2 separate regions of the Mus musculus genome follow, and region 1 is linked to region 2. Evidence: chromatin contacts called from public Hi-C data. All regions are on one chromosome and are shown on one strand. The core of a region is the stretch at or near the end of the contact, and the rest is flanking DNA. Distances in the headings are between cores, read along the strand shown.

Evidence for each region. Hi-C and Micro-C count contacts between places; a contact is called where the count stands out from the background.
Region 1: a Hi-C map of uterus shows a contact between it and region 2, with 6 times the contacts expected there. The contact joins two enhancer-like sites. A contact is called at or near these places in 1 of 15 datasets of contacts at CTCF or cohesin (the NIH/3T3 cell line), 2 of 484 Hi-C or Micro-C datasets (bone marrow-derived macrophages and uterus) and 1 of 9 other capture datasets (embryonic stem cells).

The regions. Positions count from the first base shown.
Region 1 is chr10:88,259,281-88,262,162 of GRCm38.p6, reverse strand. It overlaps a transcript of Washc3 not described here. Among named protein-coding and RNA genes, the nearest start is that of Washc3, 60 kb to the right of the region's middle. Within about 2 kb of position 1,597, at least 6 of the 459 cell types and tissues checked have an H3K27ac peak or open chromatin away from gene starts, as enhancers often do. A contact at or near this core is called in uterus, where this site is marked.
Region 2 is chr10:87,603,893-87,606,948 of GRCm38.p6, reverse strand. No RefSeq gene overlaps it. Among named protein-coding and RNA genes, the nearest start is that of Pah, 84 kb to the right of the region's middle. Within about 2 kb of position 1,253, at least 4 of the 459 cell types and tissues checked have an H3K27ac peak or open chromatin away from gene starts, as enhancers often do. A contact at or near this core is called in uterus, where this site is marked.

The DNA of each region.
Region 1 (2,882 bases), core at 348-2,847, 650 kb before region 2:
TTCTTCTAAACAACACAGTGGCCCTTTAGGTCATTTGAAATGTGGTGAAACCAGGGACTCTGATGTTGGTAGAATGCTTGCCTAATGTGCATGGAGCCCTGAGTTGTAGCTCCAGTACCTTATACAATTGGGATGAATGGCATACCGATATAATTCCAGGACTAGGGATCTGGAGACAAGAGTCTACGAGTGTCTTCAGCTATAGAGGAAGTTGCAGGCCAGCTGAGATACAGGAGAACATCGCCAATATCAAAGACAATATGAGAAAATTAATGTCAGATACTCCTATATTCTTACTGGTGGTATGTTGGAATGCTAGGGTAGATTAAAAATATTGAAGTGAAATTTAAATATTTCTTTTTATTTTAGTATTTGGATAATACTAAATTTTAAATAAGATACATGGCTTATATTTCCATTGTATTGGCAGAACTGCTGAAAGGCAATGTTATTTTCTATTTCCATAATAAAACAGTACCCCTCCCTGCTTTTTCTCACTTTTTTTTTTCCTTGTAGGGAACTTGCTCACGTGAACACGAGGGAGACATTCAAAGACTAATAAACAGGCTAGTTCATTCTTCCCTATTGTCTGGGGTTGTTTATCTGCATTCCAGCATTTCCATGGAGATTAGTGTAGTTGCAAGCTTGCTTTAATGGTCACAATGTTCTGTACGGTTTGCATGTTATAAAAAAAAAAAACGGTGAAACACAAGTCTTAAAAAGGCTCATTACTTTTGGTCATTAAAAAGCAGACGGACAAAGTGGGAGTGCTTGTATTAATAACTTTCACATCAGGCAAGTTGTTGTCTGACATATTCAGATGGACTCACCCTTTCTAAAGAAGTTATTGCTAAATACTGCTCTCCTGCAAAGAGCCTGGAGCCAACATCTGTTAGAACACCAAATAACAATGGCCAAGTCTCAAGAGATGGTGCTTGAAGGATTGGTTTGCTTTCAGGATGGTGAACAGCAGGAAACTGTCAGGAAGGGATTCCTGGATTCAACAGTTAGGCTCCCAAGTTTTTCTCTTCTGAGCTAGAAGAAACGTCCTGGGTTGACCATCAGATTGACTTTTAGCCTAATTTGTTCTAGTTTTATGAACTTTCCAGGTTTATATCAACAAACTCCTGTGAGTCCACAAACTTGGTGTGTGCCAGCACTTCATAGAATGTGACATTGCCTCAAGGATGTGAAACCAAATGGAACTGATTATACATACAATGAAAATAAACTTAGCAAGAGTCTGAGATACCACGTAAAGTATTTTACTTCATTCTGCAAAGCTCTTTGCCTTTAGGAAGTGAGCTTGTTTTTAAATACCAATGGGCTTTGTTTTTTTTGTTTGTTTGTTTTTTGTTTTGTTTTGTTTTTAAAAAAGCAAGGGCTTATCCACTGTCTTTGAAATGTAAGCAAGCAAAAAGAAAAAAAAAATCCAGAAGTTAAGTTATGACTTTGAAATCCAAAAGGGAGAATTACAACCCGAGGCGTGCCTGTCACACAGAGGGTCTGCTGTGCTTCAAAACAGTTGGGAGCACTTTATGTGTACGGATGGGCTGAGAGTACTCAGTAGACAGTGAACCTTTTGGAAGAACATGCAGTTCTTGAATACCTGTCACCAGCGTTATATTGCAGATGAAACGGAAGGGCTCTCACGTTGAGCAGTTCGCACACTGTCTCGGCAGCGATGACGTCACTGTGCGAACAAGCTGTTCCTTCTCACGATGTCCCTTCAAGAGGAGAGACTTAGTTTGACTTTGTCTCTCTCCTTCTCTTTCTTTCTCTCTCTTTTTTCCCCCTTCCATGCTGAATTTTGTAACCTTGTCAACTGCAACCTCTTTGGCCCAATAATTACAGTCAACATTGAAAGCTCTGCTCTCAAATTATAATTATTAGGACAGATAAAAGGAGGGAAAATAAATTAAACTCAGCCCTTTTATGCCAGTGTTATAGATGACATCCACCTGTGCTTTAGAAGTTTTGTGTTCAAGATGTTTTTTCACTTTATCTGTAAATAGAGTTTTTTTTTTTTAGGAGGGTGGGCAAAATGTGTTTGTATATATGTGTCTGTGTACGTATGTGTGCCTTTATGTGTATGTTTGTGTGGATATGTGTGTGTGTGTGTGTGTGTGTGTGTGTGCGTGTCTGTGCAGAGGCCAGAGGTAGCCTTCAGTACTCTCTATTTTTGTTGTTGGTTTATCTTGTTTCTGTTTTTTGTATGTGATAGGGTCTCTCAGTCTCTTATTGACCTGGATCTGGCAAAGTAGCCCAGGTTAGCTGGACAGGGAGCCCCAAGAATCCCGACTCAGAACTGGGATAGCAAGCATGCACCACCATGCTGGGATAGCAAGCATGCACCACCATGCTGGGCTCTGTCGTATGGGAGTTCTGGGTTCTGAATGAAGGACCTTATACTTGCACAGAAAACCCTTCTCTGACTTAGACACCTTTCTGACCCTGAAATAGCCCTTACATTTCTCGTTACTAAATTAATTCTACAGAGTTTGGTGTTATGCCTGTTGGTGCTTTACTGATTTAACTGAGCTGCATATTCCAACAAGCTGAAAATAATTATGAATATTAATAATATTTTTTCAGAAACAATGGTAACTCAATCTCTGGGTGCAACAACTAAAACCTAATCTTGTAAGCCTTATTAAAACCTGATTCCTCCGGTGGCGAATCCGCCATGATACTGGGAAAGTCTAGCAGCTACCTCTTACTCATCTGCTGTCCCCATTCCAAAATGGCTTATATATATATATATATATATATATATAATCAAAGAAACTCTTGGAGTCTATTTCTTTCCTATCAAATTCAACTATCTACGGAGAAAGTCAAAGGGAGACAACCATATATTTATAGAAATATATGCTTCTCCT
Region 2 (3,056 bases), core at 4-2,503:
GTGAATTAAGTCTCTAGAACCCTGCTTAGGGTAGGACCAAGTTTTTAAAAACAATCTTAGCCAGTAGTCTCTGCAGGTCCTCTCCGGATACTCTCTGGGGATTCAGTAGTATATAGTACAGTCAGTCAGTAGCACTTGTCTCTGGCCTCTGCTTCAGTTCCTGCCTTCTGGATTCTGCCTTAAATTTCTGCCCTGACTACCCCTCATAATGGACTGTAAGATGTAAAGTTAAATAAACCTTTTCCTCCCCAAGTAGCTTTTGGCCATGACCTTTAATCACAGCCATAGAAAGCAAACTGGAACATCCCTTTCTTTTCCAGATACTCTGTGCCTACACAGTGGTGATCATCACAATGCTAGATCTTGTTTTGTTTTGTTTGGGGATATCTGCTCTCACTTTGATCCGGTGAACCAAGAGTCCTCAATCCCTTTGCCTCCAGCAATATCCGAATGTAATCTAGGTTACAGTACAAATCTGCAATCTGCCAGTAAGGTGTGCACACACGGGAAATGGAAGGTGGAAGAGAGCATGTCAGCGATGTATTCAGGGGACTGGGATGGTGGGAGGGATTATGGGTGGAAAGAGTGATATGGGATGAAGGCTAAAATCATCCTTTGTCAAAGGCTACAGCAAGCAGCATAAATGGCTCTAGGGAAATAAGGAAAAGCTGTAAGAATAGGGAGTTGGGTAGGAAAATGTAGCCATGCCTTCAGTGTCCTTCCATGTATCAGAGAGCCTTCCATGTAGCAGGGACTCAGGAACGTAAAAAGGTGTGCAGATCTGTGCTGGAGTCAGACTATTCACTCATCGTGTTGATTCAATCCTGCAGTAGGTTCAACTTCACTCGACATTTAAAAATCACCTCGGTTTTGCTTGTGCTAACTCGGGAATTTGTGAGGGGCTGGAAAGGAAAGGTAAAGGGGACAATAGGACCTGGAGCTATGATGATTGCAGTCAAAGGAGCCAGAATGAACATCCCTGTTGGTACCCAGGACATATCCCAACTGAGGCTTACTTGCCTGGGGGCTTTGTAAGAAGATCTTTGCTTGGCTCAGGAAGAGGTCGACTGCACACTGTATTTTGCTCATTCCAAGCAAACAAGCAATAATGTAATGGCAGGAAGCCTCGTAAAAATGGTTATTTCTATTCCCGGACTGCTCTGGGGCTCCATCTAATTTATAAACATTGTTTTATGAAAAATTGAGATCATTCTTGGAAGTGCCCACAGACAGTGACCTCTGCTTGTTTTGGTGCAGTGTTTGCGTGTAAGTGTGTACACGGGCTGTTGTTGCTAAGGAGGCGGTGGCCAGCTCTGGGGAATGGCTGCCTTTCCATTCTGCACATTTTCTTCTTCAGGGAGGGCAAACCTGACACCCCTCACCCCAAATCAATTACTCCTCACAAAGACAGAAATGAATTCGGCGGCAGCAGAATGTCAGAGGCAGGATGGCCTTACCCACAACACATTAAAGAATAGTTCAATTCTTCCAAGTGCTTCCACATGTAGAAATATTTGAGTTCTCCAATTTTTTTCTGAGAATTGGGCCACTGATACCAAGTTGTCTGGTAGGATTTGCATTAAATTCTAGAACTTATAGCTGCTATTAAGTGTACAGGGCTGGAGGAAGGAGTCTGAGATTGGAGGAAGCAGAGATCAGATATAAATCAACTGTGGGAGTTCCTGATGCCTCCTAAAAATGAGTAACGATTGGAAGAGTATGAGATCCGAATAAAAATCATGAGTAGGGCTCACCTTTCAGCTCTGCTTCTTTGCTTGCTGGGTGGCCCTGGACCCATAACTTAATACTAAGAAAACCCAATTTTCTCAAATGTCAGGGAAAACACCTGTATTCATTAATTCAGCAAGCATCCATGATGTGTGTGGGATACAAAACAGCCAGCCTCAGTGGACACTGGGTCCAGCAGCTTCCTTTATGCAGAATGTTCTTTTCTCAGACATCTACATTGGTCATGCCCTTCCTTTCCTATGACTGTCTACTCAAATCTCATCTCGGTTCTTCAGTCATCCCTGCTCGAGGTCGGTTCTTCAGTCATCCCTGCTCGAGGTCGATATGAAGAGCATCCTTTTGGTATTTTCCCCTCCATACCTTTCCCTTTCTTCCTTTTCTTGTTACCTGACATAATTATATATTGTGTGCCTCTCTCCCCCCCTTCTCTCTCTCAGCTGCTGTGCTTTTATATCAAATCTCCCCTAATTAGAATTACTATGATGAAATTACTTTTTGTTGTTAAGTAGTTTTTATATGTATGCATATGTGCCTGCCTATGTTTATGTGTATCATGTGCATGCAGAAGCCCGTGGAAGCCAGAAGGGGCCATCAGATCTGCCAAAATTGGAGCTGTATAGTTGGGACCCACTAAGTGGGTGTTGGGACCCAACTAGGTCCTTTGCAAAATCAGAGAGTGCTCATAAGTGCTGAGCCATTTCTCCAGCCCCAAGGTTCATAATGATGCCAAACACTATTATAGAGACTAAATATGAATTTATCAAATCATTGTGTATAGATTCCCCCAAAGTATGTTTTCTGAGATAGCTTCATAATTGAGAAAACAAAATTCAGCCTAAATGTTCAGAGGAAACATGTCACAGCGGAGTTTGACAGACTTGGTTAAACTTGTGATGAGAAGAAAGGATACTTTCTCTTAATATTCACAGGAGTCATTGCTGAGGGGTGTCCCCCAACGCAGGCCTCCTACTCCCTGGTTAATATTTAATCTCTTTCCTCCAGCCTTTCATTATACTAGCTTTAAACCTAGAGCCATATTAGAAGTGACTCTTTGAACTCTGGGATGATTTTTTGCTTCACTTTTTATGGAACTGAAATATCTCTGAGGGGGAACAACATGCCACCACTCCTCCCTGTCCCTTGGAGGAGGCTTCAGTGGGCTACAGGGCTCCCCAGAGGTTTTATTGGACTAACACGTTCATGTGGTCATTCATGTAACCATCTCACATAGCCAGAGCATATGAAAATGAACTTGGAAAGCAAACTTCAAAAAGAATTGATGTCATTGGCCCCAGGGGCTCTTGGGT